Regions from separate parts of the Zea mays genome. Here region 2 is linked to region 1. Evidence: chromatin contacts called from public Hi-C data. All regions are on one chromosome and are shown on one strand. The core of a region is the stretch at or near the end of the contact, and the rest is flanking DNA. Distances in the headings are between cores, read along the strand shown.

Region 1 (4,687 bases), core at 1,154-3,653:
TTTCCGTCAGGTGTCTCCTCTTGAAATGGTCAGGAGCACATGAAACTGTCTTAAGATCCTGCTGTTAGATCTCTGGATCTTAACCGTAACTCCTAAACCCTAGTGCATATCTCCTTGATTAGGGGAAATCGCCATAGGAAGGGAAGAATGCGGTGGTCTGTGACGGAGATAACCCCTAGTTTCCGGGCACGAGTAGATCAGATCTCGGCCACACGCTACTGAATAGTAGTACATCTCTGAGCCTATGGCAATGGAGTTAAATTTGGAGCACGTTGTGCTGGTCCATTTGGAAGGCCATGAATAAGGCGTGCTCCCAGCATATGATGGGACTGGGATCACCGATCAGGGTGGGGGTGGTCGGTGTTCCATTGAAACGCCGTTTGGATCTAGAGATGGCGAGCAGTGCAGAGCAGAGCAGGATCCATTCCTACCTGACCGGCTTGGCTTTCAGTTCAGTAGCTATAGGACCGCAAGAGAGCGCGATCTGGTCCAAAGCGGAGGCCTCAGCCCTGGCCTGACCTTGGCGGGTCGCCGCCGGCGACGTCCTATGTGTTAGCAGCTCTCGACAGTCTCATTGTCCTGTGCTCGGCTGCAGGCGGATGCCAACCTGCTGGGCATCATTGCGTTGGGCCGATCTGAGCAAGAGACAAAGGCGCGCGACGACGGCTCGGCACGTCATAATGCTGGAGTGCACGGCCGGCAACCCTTCGTTCGACGGAGTCCAGCACGAGCGGGTTCACTCGCGGTCATTGATGAGCGGTGTGGCCCGCGACAGAGCGAGCGACGCGCTGGCGCTGCGCTGCGCTGCGCTGGTTGCCGTCGCTGACCCATTCGGAAGGCCAGGCAGGACGAGGGACGGCCGGCCGGAACCGGGAGAACACACGCCACCAAGTCACTCGTGGTGGTGTGGTGTCTAGTGCTGCTGCGTATGTCTTTCGCTTGCATTGCATACACGAGACGAGAGAATAACGGGACGAGGCAGCAGAGGACAGACAGTGCTAGGCGGTGGATGTAAACCGCACATGCGGCACGCGATTGGGCCATCATTTTTCTTTTCCGGTGGCTCTAAACTCATGGATGTCCGGCAGCGACCACCGGCAGGCAGGGCTGTAGAGGTTCCTGACAAGGTCATGTGGGGAGGAGGAAGCGAGATGCCCGTGACTGACGTCTCATTTATGCCTCCCACACCACCACGCACACACACACACGCGGCCGGGACGACGATCCATTCACCCATGGATCGGAACTTGGTGGGTCTGCCTCGCCGCAGTACAACCCCATGTTCAGCTCTTCCTTGCGGAATCAAGTGAGATCTCCGCAACTTCCCCCCACCAAACACCAAGGCCACGCAGCGCCCGTCCCGATGCCCCGGCCCCGATCTGTCAGGCTGCGCTGCGCATGCAGTGCCTGCCTGTGCCCTGTGAAAACTGGAAACCCGGGGGGAATGTTGTGTCCCTTCCTTGCTGCAATGCAAGTGACGAGCCGTAAATGTAATAACAAGTGAGTCGCCCGTCGCCTTCGCCGTCTCCGTCGCTGTCTGCCGCCCCTCGGTGCCTCCGGAAGCTCTTGTCCGTCGTCCGTGCCGCCCGGCACGCGCTGTGGCGCCATTTGCACAGCGGCGCCCGCGTCGGGGCAGCTAGCTGGACGGGCCCGCGTCAGGTTCTCCCCATCCGCCGGCCCACGCGCCAACAGTCTTGGCAACTGGCGCCTTCCCTTGGGCCCTTGGCGCTAGCTGTGCCGTGCCGCTCAAGACTGACTGGGAGGAGTGCGTGGCGGGATCACGATTCACACCTCTTGGCTTGGGCAGCTGCGCCCCGACGATCAAGATCTGAAGCAAAGAGAAAGAGAAAGAGGGAAGGGTCAAGATCTGCGACCTACTAGCTGTACGCAATTATTATTATATATATGTACATTTGTTAGCGTTCGCGTTTCGTGATATGTTCCCCATCTGTGAAGATGCCATCATGCCGCGATGCTTGCTATGCAAACTTTCTTTTTTTCACCACTCGACTCGATCCTCTTTTTTTTTTTTATCTACTAGGGATGCAATGCAACCGTATATGGAGAGGCTAAACAACACAGAAAACTAAGGAAAGATAAAAAAAGTATTGGCGATCTACTACAAGAATATGAAGCCAGCCCTGCTCTCATAATATAAGATAAGATAAGATGCATTTAGCTTTTCTTCCTTGTTCGATTCGATGTGTTTGGAAAATGCAACAGCCAGCGATGCGACGAAGCGGCGACCGCTCGGTGTCAGTACCAGTGGCACCACTTGGTGCCGCGAGGAGAAGATCTGAGGCACGTGTAAGCCTGTGTGGACGCAAGCAGCAGCTATCATTAGGATCACCATTATAAAAACCCTATAAATTCTCCACCAACGAAACAACAAAAAAATGGAAGGGGGGCGATACACCATAAGGCAAACACAAAACAAAAGCAACAAAGCAGAGCAAAGATTGGATTGTTCCGGGAATAAACAAGAAAGGCAAGGGTGGATGGAGTAAAAAAAGCAACTAGTAGAAATAACTGCCCAATGCCGAGTTCCGAGGAGAGCGAGAGGTGGAGGAGGAGAGAGAGAAAAGCGCGGGGGCGCGAAGGCAAGCTGTAGTTACACACATCACCCACCCCGTCGCACTCGCACCGCAATCTCCCCGATCCCCAATTCCCCCATTATCCGCCGAGCCCCGCCCCGCCCCGCCAATGGACCACCACCTCACGCCGACGCCGCCGCCGCCGCCGCCGCCGATGGGGAACTCCGCGGCGGGGGCGTCCTCGAAGCCGCCGACGCCGGCGTCCACGCCCAACTCGCGCCTCGCCTCGGCGCCGTCCTCCCGCCACGCCGCCACGCCGCCGCACGCGTCGGCGGCGGCGTCCGCCCCGGCGCCGGCCTCGCGCACCGTCTACAGCGACCGCTTCATCCCCAGCCGCACCGGATCCAACCTCGCGCTCTTCGACCTCGCCCCCTCGCCCTCCTCCGCCGCCTCGTCCTCGCACTCGCACGACGCCGGCCCCGCGGCCTCGTCCGGATCTGCGCAGCCCGCCGCGTCGCCCTACTGCACGCTCCTCCGCGCCGCGCTCTTCGGCCCCGACACGCCCGACCGCGTCGCGTCCTCGGCCGCCGCGTGCTCCTCGTCGTCGTCCTCCTTCTCCCCGGGGCCCTCGCCTGTCGGCACCCCCGCCACCGGGAACATCTTCAGATTCAAGACGGAGGTGCGCCGGAACGCCAAGAGGGCGCTTTTTTCGGGAGACCAAGAGGAGGACGCGCTGTTCCCCGGCATTTTCACCACCAGGGGCGCGGGACCAAGGAAGGTGCCAAGGTCGCCGTACAAGGTCAGATGGGGAATTGGGTTTGGTGCTTTCTTGATTGGGCCTTCTCTGTTTCTTGACTTAGGTTTCTTGGGTTCTGGTTCTTGAGGTAGCCTCTGCTGCTTCTTGGGGGCGGCGTGAAAGATTTGGCATCTCGCCAATTGCATTCCGAAATGCTGAAAGAGACGTTTTTTTAACGAACATAATGCGAAATTTGTAGTTTCTTTCTGTTGCTTGCTTGTAGGTGCTGGATGCGCCCGCTTTGCAGGACGACTTCTACCTCAACCTCGTCGATTGGTCTTCACATAACGTCCTTGCTGTCGGGTTGGGCAATTGCGTTTACTTGTGGAATGCATGCAGCAGCAAGGTAAGCAACCGTGATCATCCTTAAGGTATATCGAGGTGGATTGCTAACATGTTTATACTTGTCTAGGTCACCAAGCTTTGTGATTTGGGGGTGGATGACAATGTTTGCTCTGTGGGGTGGGCGCAGCGCGGCACTCACCTAGCTGTAGGCACAAAGCAAGGAAAAGTTCAGGTTATGTCCCATTCTTACCTCGATCCATCAAGTACTGGATAATATTTAAGCCTCTTTTACTGCATTGTATCAAGAATTACAGCTGTATGCAGCACTTGGAATAAATTTGACAATTTTGCAAAGCCAGCTCAGTTGCAGTCAATGTACCATTTACTACCTATATTGATTGGTTTATGCCTTTATGGTAGTCTATCCTCTTCATCGTACTCAGTTGGCACAAAAACCTTCTGTGTAAAACCTTAATAGTTTTATACTACCTCCATTTTTTTAAATTGACGCTGAATAGTTCAATTTTCCACTAAGAAACGTCAAATACAAAAAATCGGAGGGAGTACTTTTTATGGAAAGTCTTGGGAATCGTAAATGCCAGCCATCTATACACTCAAACTCAAAGAATTAATTTTATCTGGTTTTGCTCTTGATTTAGAACCAGTTTTTTACCTCATAGGGAATTGTTTTACAAATTTATATAAAAAGTCAAATGATCATTCTGGTAGCCTTTGGTATTGTTAGAGCATCTCCAACAATGCCTTAAACTAGTGCCTCAAATTGAAATATAGGGCTCTACACAGGAAAAACCACTCCAACAGTGCCTCAGTTCAACAAATTTTGTCAAAAAACTATAGGGCACCCTCTCAAGTGCCTCAAATATACTACACCGTAGTGGGCTGCCCTATTATCTAGATTTGGGGCTTTACTGTTGGAGCGGGGTGTTTTGTTGGTGCCCTAAATTCTATAAAATTTACTTATTTTTAAATTATAAGTCATTTTTATAGGTCACGTTGTTGGAGATGCTCTTATGCAGAGTTTTTTTTTACTTTATGAGGGTTTGCAATTCTG
Region 2 (5,491 bases), core at 842-3,341, 360 kb after region 1:
TGACTGATAGAGCGACAACATGAAATAATGGCGACTAACTCGTAATTTAACACAAACACACATGATTTTGCTCCTTATCCAGCGGCTTCCGTGGCTTTAATGTTATTGGTCTCGTGCATTGCTACAGTTTCTATATATCACAAATAGACTTTTTTAAATAAAACACATAATATGTATGTTGTGTTGGGTAGATAAGTGTAAATATAGAGCTAACAACCAAGATTTGACCTCCACCTGTGCATAATTTTACCTTATTTTTGTATGAAGCGGGAAGGAAAAAGATGACACGCAAGACTGTGGAATCGTAGAAACTTGTGTTTTATATAATAGACAGAGATAGAGATAGGGACGGATCTGAAGAGGGGTTGGAGGGCTCCAGCCTCCTACATCCATAAAACTTCGTTGATATAGAAGTGGAGGGTCGAGAAAAAAGAGGAGGAGGAAGAAGAAAGAAAAATAAGCCTTCCACACTCTATTGGAGAAAGAGGTGAATGGTAGAGCACATGGGAGGAGGACGAAGAGAGAAAAATGAGGCTTCATATTGGCTTGTCTTGTCTTCCTTCCCCAATAGTCACTAGAAAATCAGCCCTCCTTTAGTTGATTCTTGGACACGCCATTAGATAGAGATGTTTTAAATTGATGAGGTGGAGACGTGTTGTAATTTTTATTTTTTATTTTCTGGAGATACATCCTTTACATGCATCCCTGCTTGCATGTGAAGAAGTCTGGAAAGCTTAGAACTAAGATGTTACAAATTACCATAATGAGATACTCCTGCTTTGGATACATCTTGCGTGCAGTGTGTGTCTAGTGCGTGGAAGTGCAGGGAGTGCACTTCCTATAGCCCGTTCCTCTTCTCATTTTTCTCCGTGTCGCATCGCATTGCAGAGTCCGGGACGGCTGAGGCGAGGTACGTGTCAACAGGGGGTCCTCCTCCTCCGCTTCCTCCCGGTGCTCTGCCGCCCCACTGTAGGCAGGTCGCCGATCCCACTAGCCGATGTCCACTCTTCCCTCATGGCGAGTCCACAAACCGGCGGGCTCGGGCTCCCTCGTCCGGACACCTGGTATGGATGGATGCCATGCCAGTGGTGGCGAGGCGACCGGGACGACCACAAAGAAAGCGAGTGCCTTGAGTAGTGCTTGTGCTTCATAGTGGAGGCGGCAACGCGAGGTTTGGCAAGGCAGACCCGACCGACCGGCCGCCGCAGTGGCGCTGCCTCCCCCGCCGCCGCCGCCTTTGCTCGGGCTCGCCGACACGTAGCTCGCCTTGCCTGCCGTGCAGGATAACAAATTGTATAGGCCCACGTAGCGCCTAATCCTATATGAAGATTGTAGACCCACCTTATCCCATGGCCAGATCGAAATATCGAGGGACGTTTTCATTGATTTACGCCACGTTCCTTCAACCATCCCCTTCCACGCGACATGACACACCACCACACTCCCATGAGCTCTTGCTCTCCCATTGGCGCCTCTGACGGATGGGGGACACGGACACAACCGCAATCACGAGTGTGAAGTGTGGAGGTCGCTGCTGAAGCCTTTGCGCGGCTACATGCTCCGGCTCCGCGCAGGCGGCAATCATCGGTGCCAACTTCTAGGGCAAGTGCCAGTATTGATGGACTCACGATTTTGCCGGTCACCGTGACTCCAGGCGCTCCACACGCAGATGCGACAATTCGCTAGTCAACACGAGTGCACAACGCAGACCATCCCCACTCCCCAGTATTCAACCTTCAACGCCAGAGATGTCGACGAAAAATTTTGGAACGGGTTTGGATACTCCATACTCATCCCCATGAAGCTATCCTTATCCCCATACACATTGGGAGGGAGAGCGGCGCGGGTGAGGGAGGTCACGGGGAGGACGTCGACGTTCAGCAAATCAGTACCCGATGGGAAGAGGATGCGTCGGCGTCCATCTCCAGCAGTCGCAGATGCACAGGAGGTCAGGAGGAAGCAGGCGCCGGGCGGCCGGGGTCAAAAAAAATGGGCCTAAGACGACCCATGGGGCTAAGCGTTAGAAAAGGCCCATCAATAGGCATATTCAGGCCCAGAAGGCCTACCTCGTTGGGCAGTTATGGGGGCCATCACCAACCCACCAAGCCCGAATATCGAGGCAAAATCCACGGCCTCAAAACGGCCTACCCGCATAGCTAGGGTTTCTTCTCTGCCCCCTCCGGCAACTCAGGAGAGAGCGCGGCTCCTACCCGGCGGCGGTGAAGCCGCGACGATCCAACGGAGCAGAGGCGCCATGGCTGCTCCCGAAGCGCCCGCATGCTACGTCGGGATCGCGCGGCAGTCCGCCGCCTTCCGCCTTATGAAACAAATGGTACGTGATCTGACCAGTAGCTATCGTCCTCGCGCATGTTTTTTTGTTGGTTGAAAAAACTGAGTGTTCTGTGACCTGGAAAATCTGATACGTGTATTAAGGTAGTCATGTTTGCCAGTTTCAACCGTCAATAGTTCTTTAGCACTTGCAGTTGTTTGAATGAATTTTCGAGACTAAAAAGGTGTTAATGCTAATTAGATAGAAACCGTAGCATTTTAGTCACGCGATGAGGCTTAATGTGAATCAAAATAATGGAGAGGCGTGAATTGTGCGGTAGCTGGTGTCTCTTGCGAGTGAACTTTGTTCTAATGCTTGGAATTGCTGGGCCAACAACAAACATGAACGAACGAACGAACTGTGGTTTATGCAAATTGCTTGCTTCTCCTAGTTTTGCTAAAAGCCCGTTTGTTTCCACCGGACTAAATTTTAGTTGGATATTTAGATGCTAGTTAGAAGTATTAAATATAGTCTAATTACCAGGGGGCGTAGCGTCCCGCACTGTGCGGGGTATGGGGAAGTGTATCTTTAAGCGCCAAGCCTTACCCGCATAATATGCATAGGCTGGAGATCAAACCCGGACCTTCCGCTTACAGACGGTAGGTTTTACCGCTGCACCAGACTCGCCCTTTGAATATAGTCTAATTACAAAACTAATTAAATAGACGAGGACTAAATGATAAGACGAGTCTATTAAGTCTAATTAGTCCATGATTCACTCATGTGATGCTACCGTAAATATTTGCTAATCATGAGTAAATTTGTCTTGTTTAGTCTTCAGTTGTGTAATTAGTTTTATAATTAGACTATATTTAATACTTGTAATAGTCATTCAAACATTCAATGTGGCCCGAACTAAACTTTAGTCTCTAGAACCAAACGGTGACTAACTCTATGTGTAATTATTTTCGGTATACTTAATCATTTACAATGATCAATACACTTACTCATCCTATATCATGGTAAATACATTTTAGGGATGGGAAGAAGGTGAAGGCCTTGGCAAAGACAAGCAAGGCATAAAGGGTCATGTTAGGGTGAAAAACAAGCAGGACACACTAGGTTCGCTCTCTCTTCTAGAATTCCTGGGTTTTAAAATTTACTGATTAGAGAACCTAAATTGCCACAACTGAATTTGCTGATGTTTTGACTGATTTGTATGCAGGTGTTGGTGTAGATAGCCCTCATAACAAATGGGTATACGATACCACCCAATTTGACAACATATTGAAGAAACTGAAAGTGGTACGACTACGACAGTAAAAAAGATTACCTTTCAGCTACAGCAATGAAGTTTTGATTTACAATGTCTACTAACTGTTATTATCTTTTTCTTGTGATTTTGTTCGTTGTTTTCCTCTGGAAAAGCAGCAATCAGCTAATCCTGTTCAAGAAGGTATACCTTGCACATTGGTTTTGTATCCTTTTTATTGTTCTTAATAATTATACCCATATTTTCCCCTTCTTCAGAGGTTGCAGCTGTAGAAAGTGATTCACCTGACATCACACCCAAGAAAGACAAATCAGCAAAACATGAAGTTACTAAAGTTACTCGACCTCAAGGAAGGTTGGTTTGGACCTAATTTTATTTCATTTCATGAACTAATTTTATTCTTTCCTGTAAACGATAACTTCTTTTTCTCAGATACAAGAAAAGAGAGAGGGGGAAAAGTGTGAACTCTTATTCAGCAACAGATCTTCAAGGCATACTCGTAAGGGATTTTCTTTTATCTGTGTTTGTTTCTTTTAAATAAACTGGCTATCATCAGCGAGCAATTGTTTCTTGCATTGAATATACAATGTGTGTCTGTTTGTGTACTAAGGGCCTGTTTGGATCCATGGTGCTAAAGTTTAGCACTACATTTTTAGCTAAACTTTAAACTACATTTTTAGCTAAACTTTAGGACTTGGAGATCCAAACAGGATTGCTAAAAGATGCTAAACGTGAAGTGATAAACTTTAGCACCCATTAGTAGTTTAGCTCCTCCAAGGTGTGCTTAAGTGAGCTAAAAGTGGGTCCAGGTAAGGAAAAGACATCTCTTACCCTCCTCGCTCCACTCTCTCTCCCACCCCACATTAATTAGGGGTATATATGTCTTTCTATATCTATATGCAGACGACTGGGGGCTTCTGTGGTTTGCTGGGTGGCAGTGGGTGATATTTTTTATTACCTTTTCAACCAAATAGTGCAAACTCATGGAGAAAGGCAACAATCGAACTTGCTGCTTGATACTCATTTTAGCCACTTGATATAATCAGTGCTTTAGCAAGTGTTTGCAAGGAACTTTTGGAGATGCTCTATTAGTGTTAGGTACTTGTCTGCTGGAAATCACTACATGCATTTGAATTACTTAAGCTTCAGTCCTTGTGTTGATTGGCCTTATTCAAACATCTAAAACAACCTGTCCTAGCACAGGTACGCAAAAATGAAGATAATTCCAAAGTGGATCAGAAACTTGAACCGACATGCTTGGATGAACCTGATCCCATCATCTGTTTGGATGCAGGTCAGTAGTTTGCTGTGTGTTTTTACTGCCTGTTTTTTCTCCTTCCTTCAATATCGCGTGAGCTTTTGGCCCATTAATCCCTTATTGATCTGAGTTGCTTTATGCTACCAGAATAGGATGTTTTTGGACTACATTGTAAGGTTTTAAATTGTCAAAAATAATGCTCTAAATTTGACAGTGTCTGCTCATTTCTCTATATGTAAGTGGGAGTTTTCTTTGTGCGTCAAGGACTTCCGTGCGCCCGCCGCCCGAAATATGCTCCTGCGCAGACCACACACGCACAGCTGGCTGGCAAAATTGCAGAATAAGCCGCAAAAAGAGAGCGCATGGGCTGGATTTTGATCCTACAACCCCTTGATTGACAGGGGCGGTTCACCGGTTCTCACCACTACGACCCACATGTTTTTGTTAGATTGAAGGGAGGTGTGTGTGTGTGTGTATGTATATATATATATATATATGTATATATATATATATATATATATATATATATATATATATATATATATATATATATATATATATATATATATATTCGAATAATTATCCCATTAATCAGAGTTCATATATATGATATATAACAAACATTATAGGGATCGAATCTTGACTGTCTGAATATAGGCTCTCTTCATCTAACCACTGGAGCTTGTTGATT

What was found. Hi-C and Micro-C count contacts between places; a contact is called where the count stands out from the background.
Region 2: a Hi-C map of leaf shows a contact between it and region 1, with 5 times the contacts expected there. The contact joins the promoter of IDP755 here to the promoter of LOC103631177 in region 1. A contact is called at or near these places in 2 of 25 Hi-C or Micro-C datasets (ear and leaf).

The regions. Positions count from the first base shown.
Region 1 is chr1:5,061,912-5,066,598 of Zm-B73-REFERENCE-NAM-5.0, forward strand. LOC103631177 (protein FIZZY-RELATED 2) reads left to right here and starts at 2,404. Exons shown (of 10, transcript XM_008652154.4): 1 at 2,404-3,333; 2 at 3,554-3,676; 3 at 3,743-3,847. The coding sequence starts at 2,704. LOC100284869 (RNA binding protein) reads left to right here. Exons shown (of 3, transcript NM_001157764.1): 3 at 1-40.
Region 2 is chr1:5,421,850-5,427,340 of Zm-B73-REFERENCE-NAM-5.0, forward strand. It overlaps IDP755, which reads left to right and starts at 2,092. Exons shown (of 11, transcript NM_001155709.2): 1 at 2,092-2,332; 2 at 3,307-3,391; 3 at 3,495-3,574; 4 at 3,701-3,725; 5 at 3,800-3,896; 6 at 3,975-4,041; 7 at 4,746-4,836. The coding sequence starts at 2,255.